Linked DNA regions of Anser cygnoides: region 2 is linked to region 1. A link is a contact called in public Hi-C data. All regions are on one chromosome and are shown on one strand. Each heading gives the region's core, a stretch centred on a gene start, on an enhancer-like site or on the middle of the called end of the contact. The rest is flanking DNA. Distances are from core to core; before and after follow the strand shown. Region 1 holds the start of ATP5PD (ATP synthase peripheral stalk subunit d). Region 2 overlaps TMEM104 (transmembrane protein 104).

Region 1 (5,580 bases), core at 773-3,272:
TCCAGAATGATGCAGAATCTGATGATTTAATCCCTTTTAACAAGCATCCTTCTGGGAAGCTAAATACTAACAGCACCGCTGGGAACTGTGGCTTGCTCCTGCTACTACACGTTGCCCTATCGGTGCCCTGATGTGCTCGGGCACGTTTGTGATGGCAGCTGTCATGCTTCTATCTAACAGCGCTTGTGGTTCTACCCCGGATTTTTCTCTTACCTTCTTCTGCGAGCTCCTTGTTTATGATAAGCTTCCCGTGGCGGAGGTAGTTCAGTATTGGACCAAAATAGGTGGGATCTCTATCGATGAGATATGCACCTGTCTCATCCTGTTGAGTGTGCACAGGAATGAAGCAGGCATAGTTAAATGGTACTAGAAAAAAAGATAATTTCATTTGAAAATGATAAATAGAACAGTTTTTCTTTAAGAAACAGATTCCTTTGCCTGTAAAGGTTGAATTAGTGACTCCACACTTTATCCAATGTTTTTTTTCAGTATCTGAACTCAGCTACAAATGTTGCATCTCGATGGTGCTGGCAGATGCCTCACATTAAGTACTTCTATGAACAGTTTATATAACCAAAGAGAAAAGCAGCGCTTAAGTTTTTTTTCACTGCAATAATAAAAAAAACCAAAGCTGGCATTCGTGCTCTGTCTAATCTTGTTTTCCAGACTAGTTTATCTAGGAGACTCTGGAAAAAAAAAAATTGGATTTCCAGTTCTGGTAAACAGCATATGAGAGTTAAACTTCAAAGTAGCTGTGTGTTTTTCTTCCTACTACTAAAAATGCAAATTGCAGTGCCAAAGCCCTGTCTCCGAGCAGTGTCTGGCAGGCTGGCATACAACAATTAATGTCATCAGCTCACCAACAGTTCACAACTAAAGTATCTCCCGAACCAGCCTGGAAGGGCTGACAGAGCCTGTGCAGGAGTCTTCCACACCATTTCCTTAAGGCAATGTCTGACCTGCCAAGCAGGCTGCTTTAAAGTGGTAAAAAAAACCGTGAGGTCTTCTGGATGTGGTGCCTGGGGACAAGGTTTAGGGGGTGACATGGGTGGCAGGGGGAGGGTTGGAGCAGATGGTCCTGGGGGGATTTTTCAACCCTAATGATACTGTGATGGATTCTGTGATCACCACCTCTATTTGCTGAGGCTGGTGGCTTAATGTGGTCACAAGGAGGTTTTGTTACAAGGAGGTTTTAACTTCAAGGTAAACTCTTAAGCAGCAGGAGACCTGAGCAATTCTCAGTGTGACCTATCCAGAAAGTATTTACAGAGCCCTGTGCGGCAGATCCCACAAACCCCTGCAACCACAAGAAGGACCACAAACAGAACTGCAAAACCCTTATGATACCCTGCAATTACAAGAACGACCACCCACAAAACCCTTATGATAACCGGCGGTGGCTTCAAAACAAGCCAAGCAGCTGCGCTGCGACCTCTTGTAAGAGCAGCTCACACCAGAAAGCAGCCGTAAGCGCAGCCTGCTGCAAGCCCCGTTCCTAGGAGCGTCCCCTCTCTTCTGTGCCGGGGCTGGGTTCCTGCAGCAGCACGGGGGGGCCTCGGCGGGACGGGACCGGACCGGGGGGGGGTAGAACAGGGACCGGGGGCTCCCCGGCGCGGCCTCACCTTGTCGGAGCCCAGCTCGGGCCCGTCCTGGCAGCAGAGGCGGCACAGGAAGGACTTGGGCTCCCTGCACAGCGTCTGCCGGGTGCTCACGAAGTACGTGCCGCCCACGTTCAGCCGCACCCACTTGGAGGCGGCCGGGGCCGGGGCCGGGGCCGTGCCCAGCGCCGTGCCCGAAGCCCCCGGAGCGGCCGAGCGGGGGCTGGGCGGCCCCGGCACCCCCCCGGCACCCGGCGCCGGGCCCGGGCTGGGGGTGCGGCCCCTGGGCGGCCCCTCCGCCGCCGCCAGCTCCGCCATGCCGGGCACGCTCAGCGCCGCCTCGCCGCCATCGCGCCCGCCGCTTCCGGGGCGCGGAACCGCTTCCGGGGCACCGCGGGCGGAAGCGGAACCGGAGCGGGGGGGGGCGCAGCGCCGAGGGACGGCGGCGGCGGCGAGGAGCTTCCGGGGTGTGTGTGGCGAAGCCACGCCCCTTCCGGTGGGAGGGGGCGGGGCTTCCGGCGCGTCACTCGGCGGCGCCAGGGGACGGCGGGCGCTGCTCAAGGTGAGCGGGGCCGGGGGGGGCTCCCGGGATGGCGGCGGGGCCCCCCCCCAGCGCCACCCCCCGCCCCAGGCCTCGTCCGGTGCCCCCCGGTCCTGGGCCCTGTCCTGTGTCCCCCCCCGCCGCCCCCGGGCCCTCCCGAGCGCCCCCCACGGTCCCAGGACCTCCCCAGCCTCCCCCCCCCCCGGTCCCGGGCCTTGTCCGGTGCCCCCCCGCCGGTCCCGTGCCCCCCCCCTGTCGTCCCCCCGCCGGTCCCAAGCCCTGTCCCGTGCCTCCCCCCCCCCACCTCCTCCCCCCAGCGGTCCCGGGCGCTCCCCAGGCCCCTCCCTCCCTCAGTCCCGGGCCCTTTCCCCTGTCCCCCACGATCCCGCCCCCCCCCCCAACGCTCCCCCCTCTCTGACCTCCCCCTCCGCCGCGCTCCCTGTCTCCCTGCCCCAGCTGCAGCATGGCGGGCCGCAGAGCTGCTCTCAAGGCCATCGACTGGGCCGCCTTCGCCGAGAGGGTGCCCACCAACCAGCGAGCCATGTTCAACGCCCTGAAGACCCGCAGCGATGCGCTGTCGGCCCGGTGAGTGCCGGCCCCGCGCCTGCCGCCGACAGCTCTGGACCTCGGTGGGCTGTGCGGCCTCTGCAGGCCCAGCTTGAGCTGATGTCCGTAGTTATTGTCTTACAAAATGCTCCAAGAGACGTTAAAACAGGCCGTCTTCAAGACAGCTGTTGGTTTAATTTTAGTTTTCAAATCATCTTTGCTCAATCCTCGTCAGTGAAATAAGAATTGCAGCGTCAAAAAGCAGTTCTGTGCAAGCAGTTTGGTTTGGTGCGCTGGAAAAATATTTTTAAAGCTTTGTTGCTCTTTTAGATGCTGCACAAATGGATGAGTTCTGTCAGGTGCTTTGGCGTCTGCTGCTTGATATGCATGGGCTGTTACAGATGCTGTCACTGCCTGCCTCTGAGTTAGTGCTGTGAAAACTGCCTAGCTCTTCTTCAAGGGCTGCATCCAGGTGCTGCGTGCAGCAGGGCTGCAGGCTGAATTTGCCTTGCCCATGCAGAGAAGTCTGTTTCAAGGGTGGGGGAAGTTGCAGGGTTGGCTCTTTGTTAGTTGCTAATGAGAAACTTGGAGATATTTGCAATTAAGCTTAGCAGGCTCTGTTAACGCTCTGGAAAGTAATTGTGGCAGAGAGCAAATGATGGTGCGAGGTTACTGCTGGCCCTGGTGGTGACTGCTGTCCCCTGTCCCCTTAGGCTGGCCAGCCTGCCGGAGAAGCCCCCTGCCATCGACTGGGCTCACTACAAGGCTGCCATTGCTAAAGCCGGCATGGTGGACGAGTTCCAGAAGAAGGTCAGTACCTCTGTCAGCCTGCGCATTGATCTTCTTTGGAGGCTTAAATGGGGAACGTCTTGGAGTGGGAAATACCAGAATTAAGGTGTTTGGAGTTTCGGTAAGTTTCCTTGCTTCGTGTCCTGCAGCTGGTGTCGCTCACCTTGAGCAGGTCACTTCAGTGCCATCTCTCAGGGTGAAACCTGGGGCACCGTACAGTGAGAAAGCCGGTGAAGGAAAACTCGATACATCATTGTGTCTGCGGGAGTGGGCTCAGGTAGTGCCTCTCCTGGAGCAAACGGCTGGTGAGAAGCGTAGGTCTGCAGACCAGGGAAAGTGCAGAGCTGGCTGCTGCCTGCAGGGGTTGCCATACCCCATAGGAACGAGGGAGGCTTCTGCTGAAGGTCACGCGCTGCCACTGGCAGTAGGGAAACTGGCTGCTGCGAGACTGCAAGGGCCCACAGACCTCAGCTGGATCTGGAAACTTTGGCTTGGGGAAAATCTGTCTGTGATGGGACAAGTCTTAAGATGGTGTTAGACTTCCTTGCTTCCTCGTGATGCTGTGCTTTGCGCTCCGTAGTGCTGTGGTGAACGTGTGTAGCGTTGTGTGTCCTGGTGATGCTATGCAGTTCAGAAAAGGTTGCTCGAAGCATCCCGGTGAGCAGTGCTGCCTGTGAAGTACACGTTCAAGCTGCAGGGATCAGTTTTGGAAAGCTTGTTAACTTAAACAGTTGCGAGCGTGTCTGAGGGAGAAAGGAGAGAACGGCCCCCTGCTGCTAGGGAAAATGACCTTGGTGTGAAGGATTATTTCAAGCAAACAAACCATTTAAAGTTTTTGCCTTCAATTTACAGTTCAGTGCACTGAAGATTCCTGAACCCGTGGATACACAAAGTGCTAAAATTGATGCCCAAGAACAGGAATCTGTAAGTATTTACGCTGTGCCCAAATTCCGGGCTTGTCTCTGACCTCTGTGCAGATGGGAAGGGGTGAGAAGGAAGGTGTGTTCTGCATGGTCGTCTGCGTAGGCAGGGCAGCCTGAGACGGAGCATGGCTCTGGTCTTTGCAGGCTCTTGGCTCAGCAAGATCATCTCTGCACTGGGTAGGGTTTGGCTGTTTGGGGTTTGATCAAGATTTTGTTGATAGTTAATTTTACTGCAGACTTAGTGTGTGGGCTTGCAGGCTCGCTTCAGGTTGTTGTCCTTCATCGTAACCATGTTCACCACGTCCTTTGCTGTCCTCCAGGCAAAGAACACCGCTGAGTATGTGCAAGCTTCCAAAGCTCGGATTGCCCAGTATGAGCAGCACGTAAGTCTGGACGTTGCTTAGTGAATATCCTCTTTAATCCTGCCTGGCTTACACCTTGTTCTTTCCTGTGTGTCTGCTTTGCTCTTTCTTGCTGACAAGTGACTTGTAACACTTTTGTCTCCGCTCCTACTTCAAGCTTCAGAAGCTCAAAAGCATGATTCCCTTTGAACAAATGACAATTGAAGACATGGCTGAAGCCTTCCCTGAAACCAAACTGGATAAGGAGAAGCATCCATTCTGGCCTCACAAACCGATTGCTGATCTGTAAGCTGGTCTGGAAGCAGTTTGTCTAACGCCTGTCAGATTCTATGATCTAAATAAAGTATTTTCCCTCCCGTCTGTGGCTTAGATCGTAGATATGAGGTTGTACGGTTTTGAGAAATGCGGAACTGTAGGTGGCTGTGCAAACAGGCTGGTTTTCCTGGATTTTCTCATTTACCTGTGAACTTGATTTTTGTAGCAAGTACCAAGATCCCAGAACCTGATGATAAAACCGATTCCTAGTGCAGCATCTGTAACACAAGCAAGCCATCCATTCCCCGTTGTAACCACAACGTAGTGCTGGGAATGCAGTTCAGTATCGAGCTTCTTCCTTTTTGTAGCCTTTGCGGAGGAGTTCTTGCTCAGGAGACGGACTTACACTCCAGCACCACAAAAGGAGTTGTATTTAGCAGTGACCTATGATGCAGTGGGAGGTATCCCTCAGTTTTATGGGCAGTGGTCTGGGGCTGTTTTCTAGTTGTGGTGGTTTAGGTGCAGTCAATTGCAGTAGGAGTTGAAGGTTTGTAAATGAGAATAGG
Region 2 (5,222 bases), core at 2,246-4,745, 190 kb after region 1:
TTTGAAGACAAATTATTTGATTATCCAGTTACAAGTCTGGTCATTAGACTAGCAAGTTTAGAGGTCACATACGGATCACTGCAGTTTTCCATTTTGAAGCTCTGAGCACAAGTGCAGCCCAGCCCAGACCAAGCAAACCAGTGTCTTTCACTATTTCTTTAGGAAGGAACTTATCTCAAGCCCAGAGCTTATCAGGTAAGCACAAAGTCCTGTCACCACTTGCAGGTCACAGGCTTGATAAGCACCACACCTCCCAGCTCTTATCCGGAGACAGAAGCTAAGATACTGCACAGGGGATGGCATTCAAACCAGTGAGCAATGAGCCCCATGCCTGCAAGGTGCTGAAGCTGAAGTACTTTACGCCCAGGGACTTACCTGAAATCAGGTCAAGTACTTTTGAGGCATCCAACAACAGCTTAGCCTGCAGCAGCCACTTGGGTGGGGAATACAGAACAACTTCACCTTCCCACGCACGTGCACTGAGATGTCCTTGAGTCATTTCTCCACTTGTCTTCAGAAAGGAGAGCTGAACCCAGTCAGACTTATCACCCCATCAAGCCCAAAAACCTGCCCTTGTCCCTCTTAGCACGTAACTGCACAGCAGTAAGCACACTTACCAGGTCACTTGCATAAGAGAGACCGGCACAGCCGCTGCGTAGATTGCCAGGTCCCCATAGAGGTAGATAATAATGCAGAAATAGAAGAGGTTGACACCCACTGCAAGAAAAAGTGATGTTGGGGATTCTTGAACTCCGCACGCTAAATCAATAATTCACAAAAGTTTTTTCAACACCTTAAAAAAAACCACCATTTCTTTCTGTAGTTTACTTTTTCTGCATTGAACCGCACAGAAGGGTCACACCAGCAGGTTAGGAGACAGCTACAGCACAGGAACCGATGGGACATGAGGCCTCAGAGCTCAGCTCTGCCTGCTGAAATACCCGGCCTTCACACCAGGCACTCGAGCTTACACCCATCCTCCAGTCGCTGCTCAAGGCCCACAGGTCTCACATAATTGAACTATCAGACGAAGCTGACAACCTGGAAGAGTCACAGGCACACTAGCTGACGGTGACAGACCTGGTGTGAACACACCTTGAGCAACGGTGCGGTGAAGAAACACGAGCTGTTAGTACTCTGCCAATTCCAAGCCTGCAGGACCTTCGCAGTAAGGATTTAGCCCTGCAGAGATCCAGTTCCACACGGTCGAGGTGGAGCCGTTTGGGAGATCCCTTAACGCCAGCATCCCGAGGCAAGATTCAAACTTGCAAAGCTTGAAAACTGTTTCTGCAGCCCTACTACACCCTAGTGCCACAATGAACACTGATCCTGTCCCCAAATGTTTTCTTCTGTGGTTTGCTTCTGTCTTAAATTTGCTCTGCCTTCAGCTATGAGATTAGAAACGTCTTACTCAAGCAATCTGGGTGCACAAAACAGCCTTTCTTGGGCTCGGGAAGACACTGCTGTGGAGGGCTGAGATCAGCAGGAACAAAGATATGATTGATGAGACCCCGGGATTCTTTTCTTCCATGAGAGCTGGTATAAATCTCAGCAACGAAAAACAAACTGGAACATATTTCAGTTCAGAAACAGGTGAGCTACAAAAAGAAGCCTCAAATTTGTTTCATTTAGGAGGTAGATACTGAAGGAAAGCAGCTCAAGGAACCTGTCCATACTTTCCAGTTGCGATACCACTTGATGCTTAATCCTAATGCAGCCTGGGCAAATCAATTCACCTCTCCGAGACTCATATGACAGCTATCAAATAAAAATGTCATTACTGCAGGAACAGGGATTAATATTTCCACAGCACTTGGTTGCCCTCAAGTTTCACCATGTGTTTTGCCATCATATTGTCCCTGGATCCCTGGGTGTCAGGACACATTAACAGGCATTCCACTCGTGTTAAATAAATTACTCAATGTGCTGAGCCTACTTAGCAGAAAACGTTTCTACAAAAAGGGCTGTATGGGAAAGCAGCAAGAAGACTTCCCTGCTCTTATAAAGCACTAAGACAATACACAAGAGTTACTCCTGGTTTGTTTGAATAGATAAATGGAGATCTTCAGCCCCTCCAGAAATAGCCAGAAAATTTCTTATAGGTCCCTTCATTTTTTCCCCTCTGTGAAAGATTTAAGATGACCACACAGCAAGGAGACTGCATTATTCTGAATACGACAGCAAACTCCCTACCAGTTCTCTCCAATTCCCTATTAAAAAAGGTCGAGTATTGTAACAAACACCTGATGTAGGACAGAAGCTGCAAAATCCACTAAGCACTAGACAGACTTAGATGCAGATCCCCAAACCAGAATCTACTACTGACACCAGGTCTCAGGTGCTCTATTTTTTTGGTGTATACACAAAATAGTGCTCACACAAGAAGCTAAGCTGCAGCAGTACCACCAGGAACTCACCAGCACACCCAATATCCCTATTCCAGTGTGGATTTCTCTGCCTGTGGGAAGTCCAGGTAGCAGTCCTCTCCCGAACTCGTGCCCTCCAAAGAGGGGAGAAGACTTTACTGCCAGTTCTTTTACAAGCTGCTACTGATCCTCCCTGATCAATACTTTCATTACTGGACAAAAATGGGAAAATCAATGGTTTCCTGTGGGGGGACAGCATGACAGATGTGCCCAGATTCCATTGCCGCAACAAATGACTGCTCGGTCCCAGAAGAAAGCACCCAACATTGCAAATAAAAAAAAAAGCAGTTCTTCAGAGCCAGCTTTTTTAAAAGAGCATACAGGCCCACCACAGCCTAAACCTAAGACAGCTCTCTTTAAGAAAGCAGACAGTCTGAGATGGAAATTTATCCTCGGCTTACCTCCCAGGACTGCAGATTCAACTCCTGTCAGATTGTTTAAGGAAAAAAAGTTAAGAGAAAAGAGCAGAGAACTCCCTAGGTCTCAGAGGCTTTAAGGTCTATTACAAAGCCTTCACCAGCCTTCCCTCTGAAGGCTGTAAAGCTCTCAGACACCCTGGTTTTGGATCCACGCTTCAAATATTGTAAGCAAAACCCACCCAGACACTTGCTAGCTGTGAAACGGCAGAGGGTGGTGCTTGGAGCCAGGACTTGCCAAGCGTGACCCAGTTTCTCAGCACCAGGCTGTAGGAAGGGGTCACCGAGCAACTGCCCTTAGCCAAGGCCTCTCTGTGCATCTGTCAGCACGAAAACTTCAGCCAGGATCTGCAGAGGGAGGCACCTAACCTGCCTGCTCTCTGCAACGGCTCAGCAGACCAGAGTGCATCTCTCAGCTAGGACTCAGCAACAGCTCTTTGCTGCTGAGTATAGAGGAGGGGAAAGCAGCAGGTGAGTTACAGCTGCCCCAGACCCTTTGCTCTGCGTACCTTTCGTCTCATCTCTCACCAGTTGTTTCAAGCCTGCAGCTGTTCCCGCTGACTTCCCGCAGATTTATCCCTTGGCACTAGCTTGAGTCAGCCCGGGGGAGGATCCCTGACACAGAAAGCAGATAACTCGGGCTAAAACAACATTAAGAAGGGAGATTAAGATTCAGAATGCTAAGCAGTTAATATCACTTCGCTGGGAAACGTCCATCGGCACCCCGGAGGACGTGTATTTCCAGCACCCTCTACTGGCTGAGCAGCAGCTGGCACCAAGGCAGAGAAACCTTTTAGAAGGCAACTGCTCAACACCTGGCTCACCTGAGGGGTTATCACCATCTTCCTGGGAAGCACACGAGAAGAAGAGGCCTTCTGAGACTTGTCTGTGTACTCCCCCAGTCCACGTGCAATAAAACAGGCCTCCGTACCTAAATCCTCAGTGATACTGCTGAGCCACATTGTCCAGGGCTTGCTATCAAAGCAACATCCTAATACTAGTCCTCAGAGGAGTACTGAGAGCTAAGGAAGCATCCGCGGTGTTTTACAGATGGCAAAGAACACAAACAAGAAAGCTTGCCTAAAGTCAGAGCATCTCAGAGCAACAGACAAGACTAGGAACAAGATGTTTCTGGGTCTCTAGCACAGTCAAGTCACCTCTCCTCTTCTGACTCGGAAAAGTGGCAGCCTGATTCACTGTGGCTTTTGATACTCCTGAATGCTTTATGTCTACAAAGACCCACACGGGGCATATAGGGAAATCAAGCTATTTTTTTCAACTAGACTTTAAAATCAGCAATAATATAGCTGAAACAATCTTCACTCCTTAAGCCCAGCTGTCCTTCAGAGGCAGTCTTAGAATGGCATAAAGCTGATGTAATGTAGTGGAAAAAACAGCCCATCACATCTTCGTGAGGTGGCTAGCGAACAAGAGAAAATGTCGCTGTCCACAAGAAATGGGGCCTGACAGGCTCAAAATTGCACAACCATGGTGTCTGATGATTTTCTGGCTCTGCTCAGCATTTCAAATGTATTCCTCACCCAGCTTCAGAACGCCTAACATTGTAGCTTGCGTTTCTATTGTATGCAGCAATGGATACGGCTTTATTGCAGCATACCTACAAGCTCGTTCCCTGACATACAACAAAAGACAATAGCAAAAAGACAAGATATCTGCCTACCACGTGCTCACCAGGGACCCTTCTTCATTCAGTAGTTCACGTCCCAGCAGCTGACCCCCACCCCCAGATACATGCAGTTCTCAGCAGCTCTCCCCAGAAGCCTCTCTCCTTCAGACAGGCACTTAAAGGGTTCAGGAAAAAAAAAGTTTTATTCTCAAATACTGCCAAGGTGGAACCAGTGAATTCTACAGCTGGGCTCTACCACTGCAGAGAACAGAGATCAGAGGGCAGATGCAGGGTTAGGTTGAGAACAGTCAGAAGAGGCACTGACTTAAGCTTACCTGTGTCAGCCAACTACCCAGAACCGGTATTTTTGGCAACACCACCACAGCACCCTCCCCTTCATACAGGTTCTGGCCCACACATATCCTGCTTTGTAGAAACACTACACAGAGGGATGGATAGTTCGCAGATAAGGAACAACACTCTTGGACGGAACCATCTCAAACTCAGAATGCAAACCCACACTGAGAAGCACTCAGACTTAACAAAAGACATACACACAGTATGCAGCAGGACTGCGAGGGACACTTAAACGCATCAATCACGTACCTTTATTGAAGAACATGGAAGCCATCTGGCCCATTTCCACCCTTTCAGTGATTTCAAAGATATTGGGTGAGCCACGTCTCTCTGCAAGTTGAAAACAAGAAGATTTCAACCAGTCCCTCGAGTAAAAACAGAGGCCAGACTATCTGA

Evidence for each region. Hi-C and Micro-C count contacts between places; a contact is called where the count stands out from the background.
Region 2: a Hi-C map of granulosa cells shows a contact between it and region 1, with 1.6 times the contacts expected there. The contact joins the enhancer-like site here to the promoter of ATP5PD in region 1. A contact is called at or near these places in 2 of 7 Hi-C or Micro-C datasets (granulosa cells and liver).

The regions. Positions count from the first base shown.
Region 1 is chr19:6,024,077-6,029,656 of Taihu_goose_T2T_genome, forward strand. It overlaps ATP5PD (ATP synthase peripheral stalk subunit d), which reads left to right and starts at 2,023. Exons shown (of 6, transcript XM_066979930.1): 1 at 2,023-2,160; 2 at 2,596-2,724; 3 at 3,399-3,495; 4 at 4,327-4,398; 5 at 4,718-4,780; 6 at 4,917-5,119. The coding sequence starts at 2,603. The coding sequence ends at 5,048. It overlaps KCTD2 (potassium channel tetramerization domain containing 2), which reads right to left and starts at 1,963. Exons shown (of 6, transcript XM_013178852.3): 1 at 1,623-1,963; 2 at 214-322. The coding sequence starts at 1,916. LOC106034709 (a long non-coding RNA gene) reads left to right here. Exons shown (of 6, transcript XR_010825808.1): 6 at 1-634.
Region 2 is chr19:6,215,441-6,220,662 of Taihu_goose_T2T_genome, forward strand. TMEM104 (transmembrane protein 104) reads right to left here. Exons shown (of 10, transcript XM_066979983.1): 6 at 5,076-5,156; 7 at 618-717. Among named protein-coding and RNA genes, the nearest start is that of TMEM104, 9.7 kb to the right of the region's middle. Within about 2 kb of position 3,496, at least 1 of the 3 cell types and tissues checked has open chromatin away from gene starts, as enhancers often do.